Linked DNA regions of Danio rerio: regions 1 and 3 are each linked to region 2. A link is a contact called in public HiCAR-type and HiChIP or PLAC-seq data. All regions are on one chromosome and are shown on one strand. Each heading gives the region's core, a stretch centred on a gene start, on an enhancer-like site or on the middle of the called end of the contact. The rest is flanking DNA. Distances are from core to core; before and after follow the strand shown. Region 1 overlaps ncoa2 (nuclear receptor coactivator 2). Region 2 holds the start of ncoa2 (nuclear receptor coactivator 2). Region 3 holds the start of prdm14 (PR domain containing 14).

Region 1 (3,950 bases), core at 617-3,116, 170 kb after region 2:
TTGTTTGGCTAATTGACCATCTTTGAGTTAATTGTAGGCACAACTGTAGAATAGTATTTAAGAAAAAAACTAAAACACACTGCTACCTTTTCTGACAGCATTGGAAAATTAACAAGCCACAATCAAAAAAAAAAAAAAGCCAGATTGCAATTAGCTAAATTACACTGAGTAAAATGAGTCATGTCCTGTGGTCCGTTGGAACTAAGATCGAACTATTTACATACATTTGGTGGACAAAAAGGAAAGCTTACAAGCCTAGGAACACCATCCCAACTGTGAAGTATGGGGCGTCAGCATCATGTTGTGGGGCTGTTTTGGAAATGTACAGTATACACATGCACACGTCTACATACATGCACACATACACATATGTACATGTGCTCTTACACATGCGCACAATGACGAACTCGCTTTATTCACACGTAGTCACATATGCACACACTTACTCACAAACGCACATGTACACACACACTCACATGGACATACATAGGTACACACTCACTCACACATGCAATATACAGTGCTTAGCATAATCGAGTACACCCTATTTTGAAAATGAATATTTTGATCCATTTCTCAGTGAATATAGGACATGTATTTTTATGCATTTAAACAAAACAGATTTATTAAACTGATATATTTATTCAAATAATATTTTAGTCATCAAACATATTAAGAAATTGAAAGATAATACAATTAAATTCAAGCTAAATATTGCAAATATAAAAAAATTACAACCTACAAATTTTTTTGCTTCTCTTAATTTTTCCTCTTTTTTTATTTGTATTCATTATTTTTCTATAACATAAATTTGGTTGTACTAGTTTTTGGACCGTTATCATCAGTTTTTTTGTTAGATACTGTAAGCTCCAGATTTGGCTTCAGTACTGATAAATCTAATGTACATGAATTTAAAAGATAGATTTGTGATGGGTGAACTTATATATGCTGAGCACTGTATCTACACAATGCAAACACTCACAAATGTGAATCTACGTTTACATGCACACACGCATGTATGTAAGCACACACTCAAGTATGCACATGTAGTACATGTACATGATGTACATACACACTCACATATATGCTTACATACACACACACACACACACGCACACACACCCCTAGGGGTGATATGGCATAAGTTAACTTGTTTTTCATGTATTTGCTGGTGGTTTTTCTTTTTAAATGTAAAGAACTTTACATTTGATGGAGTAAGATAAATATTATAAACTTAAATGATTTTTGATTTGTTTGGTTTTTTCTTTTTTTATTATTGGTCTTTTTTTGTTTAGTTTTTTCCTTTCATTTACAACATGATGGAGGATGAAGAAACATAATGCATTTTGGTTATTTTTTACAGAGCCGAAATAGAAAAAAACATGTTTTTTTTTTTTTTAATCAAGTGCAATTTTTTTTTTTTACTATGTTTATCATCTTGTGTAAACTAAACTACAAAAACAGGATTTTGTGAAAATGTTGACATGGTTTGTATGCGTGCACTTCCTGTTCAGTATACAAGTATGCATGTTACAACGAAAACAACAATGGCAGACTACAGGACTGTGTTTGCGCAGGTGTGTGCTGTGGTGTTTCTTTGCAAAGTGCCATTGACACATGCTCAATGCAGTGTTTTAGTTGTTAGGCAAAAGTCCTGTACTGTGTTTCTTCTCTAAAAGAGAAAATTGAATCTGAAGCAATGCATACTGTATCTATTCCATACGCCAAGTTCTTTCCAGGCATGCTTGCTTGTATACAAATAGCCAAGTAATTGCTTCATTGCTAACATTTATGGACAAACACACACACACACCCTCATGATCTCACATGTAAGAAGATTAGACTAATGTAACACACTTTGAGCTTTGCTTTGAGTTTGTTGTTGGGTAATCAGCTACCTTTAAAAGAACCGCATGTCACCTTTAACCAGCACTGACATCATAATCTTATCCAGATTGCATGCGTTTGTGTGTTGAACACTTCAACATAAAAGTTATAAATAAATGCCATATAAGAACCATTTTTAATTTATGAAAAGGAATGTTTCATTTTTCATAGTGTAAAGAAATTAATTTTGTGGACTGTAAAGGTTTCATGTATGTTAAAATTTTTCATGGGACAATTGATGCCAATAGAGAGCCGTCATGTTTAAGAATCTGAGGAGGTTTTTTTATTTTTATTTTATTTGCTTCATTTGTTCACAATGTGTCAGCCAAGGAAACATTATGTAATCACAGTCTTAATGTATTTGCAAAAATATTTGGAATTATGCCATCACGAAGATGAAGTGAACCCGCAGCACTTTGCTTTTAGATACATGTCATCATTTCTGCAAAACACCCAGAAACTACTGAAGTGTGCCCAGAGGCTGACCGAAACTGAACTGAAGTTTCTCATGACACTTTTGTTTCTCACCTGCATCATTTCAGTTGCCTGCATGTTGACTGTGAACTGCTGTCAACTTATTAAGCTAAAGAGTTATTTTTATATACATTTTGTCAATTACATAATAGTTGTTCACTGTACAGTCCATAATGTTTACACAGAAACCCTTTAATACCATTGTTTGTAAATGACCCAGAGATGGGTTGCGGCTGGAAGGGCATCCGCTTCGTGAAAACTAGCAGGATGAGTTGGCGGTTTATTCGGCTGTGGCAACCCCGGATTAATAAAGGGACTAAGCCGACAAGAAAATGAATGAATGAATGAATGAATGTTTGTAAATGAAATACTTTTTAAAAGGCATTCTTTAAATTTTTAGTACTCTTTAGACATTACTTTTCAGATATTTTTATTTAATTATGTTTATTTTATGTTTACTTTTTTCTAAATGTATGCTTTTATTCAGCAGTGATGTATGAAATTGCCTAATTGATTCATCTTTAAATAAGATTGTCAGGATCAAAAATTATTCAAAGACTCCAAGATTTTAATCTTATTGCAGCAAGGGAACAATTCGTAAGAAACACAAGAGGTTCCAGGCCTGTAGTTAGCCTGGTAAAAGGGGTGGTTCTTTTTTTCTCAAAATGTGGACCTTTTTGCAGTTATTTTCCTCATTTTTATTGATTAAATACTGCATTTTAGTGACATTTTAAGCTCTATTTTTTGCTGGATTATCCTAGATGGTCATGAATGGTTTTGAATAATATTAATAGTAAATAGCTGTTGGAAATTCTGTTTTTTATACATTTAATTTTAATTACATATTTATTTCTTTTATTTATTTATTTATTTATTTTTATTTTTTTACAAATATTTCCCAAGTGATTTTTAACAGAGCAAGGATTTTTTCACAGTATTTCAAACATATTTTTCTTCTCAAGGAAGTCTTTTTTTAGTTGAGCTAGAAAATAAATGAATGGGTGAATGAATGAATGAATGAATGAATGAATGAATGAATGAATGAATGAATGAATGAATGAATGAATGAATGAATGAATGACAATAAAGACAATAATTTAATTTATAAAATAAATAAAAAAAATAAACTGCCAGGGTCATTATTGTTGTTATAATTATTTTTTTTGGACTAACTACAAAACAAACCACTGTTATCCAGAGGTTGGCCTATTTAACCAAACATACCTAGTTTACCTTTGTATGTCAATTTAAGCTGTATACTAGTATCTTGTAAAATAACCAGCAAAATATTATTTACTGTCTTCAAAATCATTTAAAGATTATAAAAGACAAAATCATTTAACTATTATAAATTAGTTATTAAAACTAATATGTTTAAAAAATGTGTTAAAATTAATTAGTTTGTATCTTCGTTGAACAACAGTAGTTGGGATATATTTGAAAAGGAATTAATAACTTAGTTTTCTGTAACTAAATTACAGAAATAACTGTATACAATTAAAACAGAAAAAGAGTCTGCAAATCTCTGCCCTAAAATACTAAATTGCCTTTTATGGTCAATCAAGAAAATTAAACCCACACCTACACGC
Region 2 (4,602 bases), core at 1,498-3,997:
TGAGTTTTCTGTTGAACACTTTAGAAGCTATTTTGAAAAGTGTTGGAGACTGGAAGCTTATGACTTCTGTAGAAATGCTTTGCATTATGTGTGTATTGGTTTCATTAAAATATGATTTTGTGTTCAACAGAAGAAGGAAAAAAGACCATATAAAGTTTGCAAATGGTGAGAACATTTTTTAAACGATGTTTCCCTTAACCTCACGGTGGCGCTGTTCTCCGCGGTATTTCTTAAACAGAAAGCACAGTAATATTTGTTGGCTTTGCAAAGCACTCTACGTGTATGTTAAGGCTATTTTCCTCAAGCAAAGATACAAGCTATCAACGCATTATAACAATATACGTCTCTGTCAGAACGAAACGTCCCGAAAGAGACTGCACTATTAGTTCAGCGTTCAATCTCGTATTGTTTCACAATTGTTGTCAAGCGCGTGCCAGTCTAAAAGAGTGTGAACAGCAGAATATTGCATAAGTCACTGTTTGCAGATTTCCCTCTGAGAGAAGTTACACTCGATGTAGACCTTTGATCGACACGCGCTGGAACTGCAGGATTTGTTTCGATATTTCATCTCGCTCGCCTTTACATGGAAGTATTTTCAAAAAGGAAATCAACCTGTCGCCGTGTGGGTTTTGTTTGGATACCTGACACATTTGGGGTTTATTGCTGTTGCTGAGTAATCACGGTAAGCTTTGGCTTTCTGACAAATGTACTCGACGAGCTTGTGGCTATCAGAGGCTTGTTTTCTGGGAATATGGGGGAAAAGTGAGAAATGGGTATGCATTTGAGAAGTCGATACTGTTCAGAGACATGAAATATTGAATGTTGTAAGCCTTACTGGAGAGTTTGTTCTCATTTTATTGGTCATATTTTACAGTAAGATTTTACTACGTTAGTCAACATTAAGTAACTCGGTTTAGCTACCTCTTAAGTATTTCTAATGTTAATTTATAAATAATTTAATGCAATACTGAAATGAAGGCTAAAAGGTTAATAGTATTAGAATAATTGTCCTGAATTGACATAGACTTATAAGTGCAGGAATTACTAAATGTTAACATATATTAATAAACACTAACAAATTGCTAACTTTTGTTAACATCAGTGCTCTGACTAAAGTAATTTTATTGCAAATTGTTGCTGTTGTTTATATATGTAATGGTTAAAATGTTAAAAACCCCACACATACAGTGTTTAGCATAACCCCATTTTGAATAGCTTTATCCATTTCTCAGTGAAGATAGGCAATGTATTTGGGTGCATTTAAGCAATTTAGATTTATTAATCAGATATATTTATTAAAATAATATTTTAGTCAAACTTAATTAGAAATTGAAAGATAATACAATTCAATTGAAGCAAAATATGACAACAAAATTACAACACAATTTTAAAAAATTGTTCATTTTTTTACTTCTCTTGATTTTTCCTTCTTTTAAAATTTGCATTTAATATTTTCCTATAACATAAATTTGTGGGTACTAGCTTTTGGACCATTATCATAAGTCATTTTGTTAGATAAGCTCCAGATTTGGCTTCAGTATTGAATAATCTAATGTGTATGCACAAATATAATATTGTATAGCTTCCTATTAAAAATAATAAATTAAAATATTCGTGAGATGTGTATTTATAAATGCTGAGCACTGTATATTTTGTTATAATATAGGCTAATCTTTCTAATTATTATTTTTAATATTTTTATTTTTTTCTAAAGTGATAATTTCACAATTAGATCAACAACAATTGATAATTTTTCTGTAAATCTTGGGTTTAATTTAAGGCAGTTATGTCTCGAGGCTTCCTAATAAATTAATTGATTGTCCACTTGGTACAATATAGAATTGCATCTGTCGGTTTACTGTCCTCAAATTAAAACACCTTGTTGTCATTCAATTTTACAGATAAAATGGCCTAATTGTTTGTGAAATGGGCATTTTGTAATCAAGGCAATACATCTTGACTTAATTAGAATAGGCTTTTGAGAAATTCATATTATAGGATTGTATTTTACCATATTTTATTTCTGTAAATATACCCTGTGTTTTTGGGCCACTTGAATTTGACTTAAATTTTATACATTTTTAAGACCAGCCTGACAACCAATTGAACATTTAAACTTAAAAAACACTGGTAAATTTGTTTTTAAATTAGGCTTTTTACTATTTTCATACAAAACATTTGGACCATCCCTTCCAAAAGCTGGTACTGTTTTGTTTTCCTAAAAAGTTTCTATTTGATTAAATTAGGCAAAACAAACATTTAAAATGTACATCAACAGCCTTGAAGTGAATCATCACAAGCAGGATGTGATGTTGGTTTCCAGCGTGGCTCATCTAACTTGGTTTTTAATGAACCTGTTATGACATTGATAATAGAGTGCAGATTGCTTTGGCTTTGGAATAACAACAACAAGGGCTCGTAACCTGACCACTCTGGCACACTTTTTCTCCCACAGCAGCACTTTAAATGTGGCAAACTGCCTTTTCGACACAGCTTTGATTCCCTCTCTAATATTATGAAACATCCACTTGGAGTTTAGAAAGCACAAAGCCTAGGAAATTGCTATCCAACTGGTGAGCCGTGTCCTTATGTTTGCTGTATCATCATTTTGCCCCGTTGCTCGCTGCAAGGTTGCTATGCAGGCTAGAGTAAACGAGTAGATACTGGTGCCCGTAGTATGTGGGGGAGGTTTTGCTGGCGAGATAAACAAGCAGCCAGCCATCGTTAGGCATACGGCAGCAGGAACATGGCGGCGGCAGTTAACTATAATGCTGTTTCACCAAGCCGAAGGTCAGAGCTGGACATAACGCACGGGATTTAGGAGGAAACCAAACACCGTAAGTTCGACATGGTTGCAAATCTTCTATGTTTGCCGGTGAATGGCGGTTTGTGGAGGCTTTGTAACGCGATTTTTTTACCCACTCGCTGCAGGATCCAATCACAGTTCCGCGGCGGCGGTATCCTGCATTAGCTTGCTAAACCAGCTACGCTCGCTATTTCAGCCTGGTCACTTTGCAGAGTTGGGGAGTTTTGTTTTGCTTGTTGCCTTAGTGTAAACAAATCTCTTTGAGCGACCTTCAAGCGGAGGCACGGCAGTTATTGTTCAAACATTTCGGCTGTGTCGCTGATTTACTTGATTCGCCCGCGCTGCTTGCATTTGAGCGATTAAGTTTAGCCAGCTCCCCCCTCTTTATTTGCCTGGCTAGCGTTAGCCTGCGAGCCTCCATTTGACTCGCGCTGGAGTCTGCTTTGAACATTATTTGTGGGCTTTTTAACTTTAGCGGGCGGAGAAAAGTGCTACATTGTAACGTGTTAATGGAGTTCCCCGGGAACACTCGTGTTACATCGCGAGTTCCGAAGCTAACGTTAGAGGCTGAAGGCAATAATGTTGCTATCGCTGTGCTGAAAGTAAATGCGCGGTGTTATTTGACAGTCTCAGCGAGGGCTGAGATTAGTGAGTCAGCTCTTTGCTCAACTACTGCACGCCACGGTTCGGTTTTCGGGAGCTCGACTCCGTGGAGAAAGGAAAAGTTGGGGCGCCGGTGGATGGGATTGGGAATGCTGCTAATTAGCATTTTACCTCGTGATTTGCCTGGACTCCGCTATTATATGTGGAGCATGGGCTGCTTTTGTCATCCAGAAGATTTTTTTTACTTTGGTCGACTGAGTTCGTAGTCGCCGTGACGATGTTTTACGGTCGTCTGACGTCACGAGTCACAACGCCGGGTAGTTCAGTGGGTCTAGGTCATGTTTAGATGCACCTTAGCATTTAACTCATAACTCATTAGTTTAACACGAGGGAGATGCGCGAGTTCTTATTTGGCCATGCATATCTGGTTGAGTGTTTGTTTTCATACAGTTTTGATGGAATTTCTCTTTATAAACGCAGGTCATTGTTTTATTTATTTCTAATTTGAATTTGTGGATTGCTATCGTGGGGATCGGTAACGTTAATTGTTTGTATTCGATTCTATATCCAGGATTTAGTTTATTAATGGTTCCATTAACAGCTTACAGCAATAACCACTAAACTAACAGTACTGGTGATTACCAAAATCCTTATGTTTTTTATGGTTTAAACAGAGTAGCATGTCTGTGCTTGTCTGTCTATTAGGGCACAATATTGGCATTGAATATTGTAATATTATGATATTAGAAAGAATTTATTATTTTAGATTGATTGGGATGATTCTGTTGGAGAGTATAAGCATAAAATATAAGAAACAATCTACAAGCATATATTAATTTAATAAAGAAAATATATACTATCTAAATAAAAAGCATTTTATTGTTTTCCAATGAGTCAATCTATATTCAGGTATAAAGTAATTGAATAATCTAATCCATAATTATAAATAGTCTCTGTTTTATTAACAATTCAATTAAATTAATCGTTATTTTTTTTTTTTTAAATCAAGTGGTGCTATTTCTTATGCCTGAATGGTTTTAAAATTTTCACAGTTACAAGCCTAAAAAATAATAATTCAGAAAGGCTGTATTGTAATTATAATCTATTAGAGCGATCACGATACTGAAACGATATATTGTGCAAATCAAAAAAAAAGTGCACACTAATATTTAAGTCAGTAATGTGGAACGTTT
Region 3 (4,601 bases), core at 1,816-4,315, 210 kb after region 2:
GGCTCAGTTGGGCACGACCAGTTCTCCTCTAGCCAAACTTGTGCAAGGCCGCAGTCTAGGCACCGGAGGCTTGAAAGTTCACCAGTGGGTGGTCAGGCTGGCCCATTGGATCAATGCGGAAACTCATTGATCACGTGTGTCTTTTAGGATTCACTCCTCCATGACCACCACAGCATCTGGTCAGGATTTGGCCCAGTCCAGGATTATGAAGAACTCTGGATAAGGACAAACAGACTAACATAAGCATAGAAGAAGCTTGTTTAAAAAAAATAAATCATATACTGGTTAATTATTTTGAAGCATGGCAGCTAGGTTGGGCTAGTTTTCAGCTGGTACTGAGCAACTGGCTCCTGCTCATAACCTGCTCACTACCATGTTTAAAAGAGAACTAACCAGAATGTCCTGTTTATTTTTTCCCCTAACAAGGTTTTACAAAAACATTGTAGCATTTGTGATGGGTTGATTCACAGCAGGACAGATTAGACTATTTGTTTTATGTATTCCTAATAAACTAAAACAGACTGAATACTGATACAACTATTGAGAGTGTCTCACCTAATCCAAGTTCTCAGTTAGCTGGTGAAAGAAGGATAACACTGTTGTTCATGGTTGTCATTCACTACTTCTCCTGCCTTCTTCTGGCTCACTCTGGTTGTTGCTGTGCATTTTGTTTCATCCTCTGGAATTATTTATACAAAAATTTTTATTATTTTATTTAATATAATAATATTTATTATTTAATATTACAAAATATTTAGGCAACATGAAATGGGGAAAAAGACATTTAATACATAGACAAATGCATGTATCCCAATACTAATTATTGTATTTTAAAATGTCTGACCCATGACAGACCTCAATCTGCTCAAAAATATTATAAACAAAGATGAAAAAAAACCCTACTAAATGGTTTAATAAAAAAGGGAAAAAGATTTTTTATTTAGCTAGCAACTAAACATGTGACACATTTTGTATTAAAAGTAACGTTACTATATTGAGAAACAAATAGATGTACAGTACTTACTGTTGTATGAGGTCCAGTTTGCACAGGCAGGCTCCCAGTATTCTATATTGAGACCATAAAAAAGCCAAAAATACAGATAAGAATACCATGCTACAATCCACAACCTCCACACAACTTTTTTTTTATTTGTTTACCTTTGTTGCTTACTGGTCTTGCTTATTTTTTAAGCATAAGGCTGTGCTGATCAAGATGTTCCTCCGAAATGCTGTTTGTTTCTTCAGACAAAACCTGCTGCTGTACCAGTGCCATATCTAAACAGAAAAAAATATAATGGTAACAATTATGTTAAACCAAATGTCAAGAGTTGTGATAAAAAAATAATTAGCAAACAATAAATAGCAAAAAGGTGGTTATTAGCATAATGCATAGAGGTAAAGTTGGTTTTATATTAGCAGATTCAGACTTCCCCCTTAATAATTTAATTTCATAAAAGTATTATTTGCAAACTCTAAATAGTGAAATCATTTTAGCAGCTAACGACTATCAAAGTACAACATGCTCACGGTCAAATAAACAGTGTTAATGTTGATTTCAAGTCATACTGGCATGCTAATTCTGATCGAATATTCAAAGTAACATGGTAAACAGTATAACGTAAGAGTCTTCTAAATGAACGAATGTGCGAATATAAAACCAACTTTACCTCTATGCATATTGTAGATTTACGTTAACGTTCTTATAGGTTACGTCGCGATGTTATTTTCTCAAGCTAACGATATAAGTTACTCTAAACCAGAGAAAAATAAGTTCACAACATCTAATATATATAAAGTATAAATCAATATAAGTTAAACGTTGCACGTTAAAATGAGTTTGAGTCCAATTCAGTATAAACTTAGCTCAGTTTAGCTAACAGTTAACATTACCATTTTAAGATCGCTTCAGCCAATGTTGCCGAGCAAACATATGCTAATAGAGGTGCTCAAATCAATGTCGAGTGTTGTCAGCACAGACAGACGCGCTTTTACCTGGATTATTTGATGGTCTTTCATTCATATTCTTCTGGGGGAAAACACTCTCTGCCGGACCGTTGTCTCGTGATAAGTGTCCTCCAAAACTGTCTGCATACCTCTGGTTCCCTCCTAAACCAAAACCCGCTGCAACACCGGTTCCTATGTAAATAAATAAAAAGATATGACGAGAACAATGGCTAATAGTCATAAACAGTCTTATTTAAAGTAATAGTAGTGTTAATGTAATAAATTAAATAAAGGTAACATCTTAATAGATGATATATTTCTCAAATGGGCGAAATAACGCCAAGCCAGAGAAAATAATAATAGCCAACTTTATACTTTACTTTGTTCTATTCTCGTCCACAAAACATTCTGTAAAATGAAACACTGCCTCAGCTTACCAGAGTAAAGTTTGTTAAATCCAGTATGTTCTTCAGGCACACTAATAAATTGTCCTCCAGAATTGCTCCAGGGTCCTCAGGCAAAATGTGGTGCAGAGTAGTCGAATCGCCGCAAGGTGGCGTTGAAGCAGTTGTGGAAAATACAGTATAATACACGAATTTTTACAAATACAGTACATCGCTGTATATGTTGTTCGACGTCACACTAAATTCCCATAATGCAACGGTAAATACAGTTATTTACCGTAAAAGGAATTTGCAGTATTACACTGGGTGAAATACAGTAATTAACTGTGTAATTTACAGAAATGTCTAACAGTGCACTTCAACAAATATTTCCAGAATAAAGAACCAATTTTGGTGTCCCTTTGGTGAACAGTTCTAACTGAAAATAAATTGATAGGTTAAAGAATCAATTTGTTAAAAGGAGAACTTTTAAGAAAAAGTTTTTAGTCAAAGCATTAAATGCCTCTTAAGATCCTTTATCAGCGTGGTAATGCCTTAAACTAAAGTGTTGATATAGTTACAACCTGCAAACTAACTGCACTTTCAAACTACAAAACTGTGTAAACTTTATTATTTATTTGTTATTAACAAAGATGATACAATTAAAATAATATGTTTACAGTCTACAGGACTGACTTCAAACTGCAAGTGTCCTTGGATCAGTCATTGGCTGTAGAGATGTCGGTTTCTCTCTCCAGTCACCCCGCAGTGAGAGACAGGAGTCTGGCTGTCTACCCATCTCTGCCCGGCGCGCACTACGCGGACGTCCTCAAGAGCGCGCACAGCATCTTCCATCCCCTCAAGTCTCTGGGCCGCATGGTGACCGACGCGCAGACGATCATGCCATTTAACTTTAGCGGAGCAACTCCTTTCTTCAGCCACAACAGCGCGATATTCCATGAACAGATCCTTAATGTGTCCAACATTCCGTACTTCCAGCACATCCAGCCTTCGCAAAGCGTGTACAACGCCAGACACGAGGACCAGAGCACTGGCTCACTGTCTGATTTCAGCAGCCCGTCCAGTGTAAAGTCTTCTTCGGCTTTATCTTCTCCGGTTAAGGACAATTTCAGCTGCCCGCAGGCCGCACATCCCACTCCCGAACACGCGCGCACCTACAGTTTTACAGAGGAGGACCTCTTTACCGTCCTGTACGGATATTCCAAAAAACAAGGACAAAATGCTGGACATGCTATTTCTGGATTATCATTTCCTCCCAGCACAGGTTGGTCCAAGAATCACTTTAATTTATTATAGGTCTATTTAATACAAAGTAATTTCTTGGAACAATAATAATGTGAATAAAACTATTCAAGATCTTCGTTTAAAACTTTTTCTCCCCCAATTATTTAGCTGATCGCCAGATTCTCCCTGTTGATATCGAAGGATTTGAACTCCCTGAAGGTATCGGAACTTTTTATTCATTCTTTGAGTATATATTTGAATTTTGACATGGCAGCTTCATAGTGTGTTCGTGTGTCTTAATTTTTCAGGCATATCGATTCTCCAAACTACTTGTGGAAGCCTTTCCCATTATGGAGCTTTCGCTGATAAAAGTACAATTCCAAAAGGCACCAGGTTTGGACCCTTTCAAGGCAAACTGGTAAACACAAGTGAGATCAAGACCTATGACGACAACACACTCATGTGGGAGGTAAATTGCAAGTTTGGGGAAAAAAAAGTTGATAAAAGCACTGTAAAAATTGTTGTGTTTTGGCCCAAGTAGCTGTGTAAGAATGGGCTAACCTGACTGAGCAAGATGGGTAAACGGTGAAAGTGTATGCGTGTTGTACATACCTACCATAATTCCTTAATTGAAACATTTTAAAAGTAAAAAAAAAAACTTTCACTCAAACATTCTTCTTAGAAAAAGGCTTGCATTGGTAGAGAAAATGCAAACCACAGAGAGCAAGTTGCTTTGACTGACTCCATAATTTGACAACAGACAAACTTTTTATTATAATAAAATATATATTTTATGTAATTATGTTTTCATCAAAACAATGCCTTTTAGCACAGCAAAGATTCATTAAATAAACTAAAACGTACATAAACCTTTATCTCCTTAAGGAAATGCATCAATTCAAAAGGCAAAGACCATGATGAGATTGAAAAGAACTCGAAAACAAACGCATTGTTACCTTTATAGATGGGGGAGGGGGGCATTTATAACATCCTGAAAAATTAGAATTTTTAATTTATTTGTAGTAACTG

What was found. HiCAR-type assays count read pairs that join an accessible place to other places. HiChIP or PLAC-seq counts read pairs in DNA pulled down with a chosen protein or histone mark.
Region 1: a HiCAR-type map of caudal fin shows a contact between it and region 2, with 10 times the contacts expected there. The contact joins the enhancer-like site here to the promoter of ncoa2 in region 2. A contact is called at or near these places in 9 of 18 Hi-C or Micro-C datasets (caudal fin, embryo, hematopoietic stem cells and 2 more) and 4 of 4 datasets of contacts at active chromatin or transcription factors (caudal fin, embryo, gastrula embryo and 1 more).
Region 3: an H3K4me3 HiChIP or PLAC-seq map of gastrula embryo shows a contact between it and region 2, with 3 times the contacts expected there. The contact joins the promoter of prdm14 here to the promoter of ncoa2 in region 2.

What each region holds. Positions count from the first base shown.
Region 1 is chr24:15,877,880-15,881,829 of GRCz12tu, forward strand. The region is part of intron 12 of ncoa2 (nuclear receptor coactivator 2); the gene reads left to right. Among named protein-coding and RNA genes, the nearest start is that of prdm14, 39 kb to the right of the region's middle. Within about 2 kb of position 1,867, at least 10 of the 62 cell types and tissues checked have an H3K27ac peak or open chromatin away from gene starts, as enhancers often do. A contact at or near this core is called in caudal fin, pancreas and skeletal muscle, where this site is marked.
Region 2 is chr24:15,704,920-15,709,521 of GRCz12tu, forward strand. It overlaps ncoa2 (nuclear receptor coactivator 2), which reads left to right and starts at 2,748. Exons shown (of 22, transcript NM_131777.1): 1 at 2,748-2,837.
Region 3 is chr24:15,916,134-15,920,734 of GRCz12tu, forward strand. It overlaps prdm14 (PR domain containing 14), which reads left to right and starts at 3,066. Exons shown (of 7, transcript NM_001163831.1): 1 at 3,066-3,612; 2 at 3,983-4,041. The coding sequence starts at 3,066. It overlaps LOC137489222 (a long non-coding RNA gene), which reads right to left and starts at 3,089. Exons shown (of 6, transcript XR_011008603.2): 1 at 2,382-3,089; 2 at 1,993-2,136; 3 at 1,159-1,275; 4 at 1,025-1,066; 5 at 556-679; 6 at 1-215.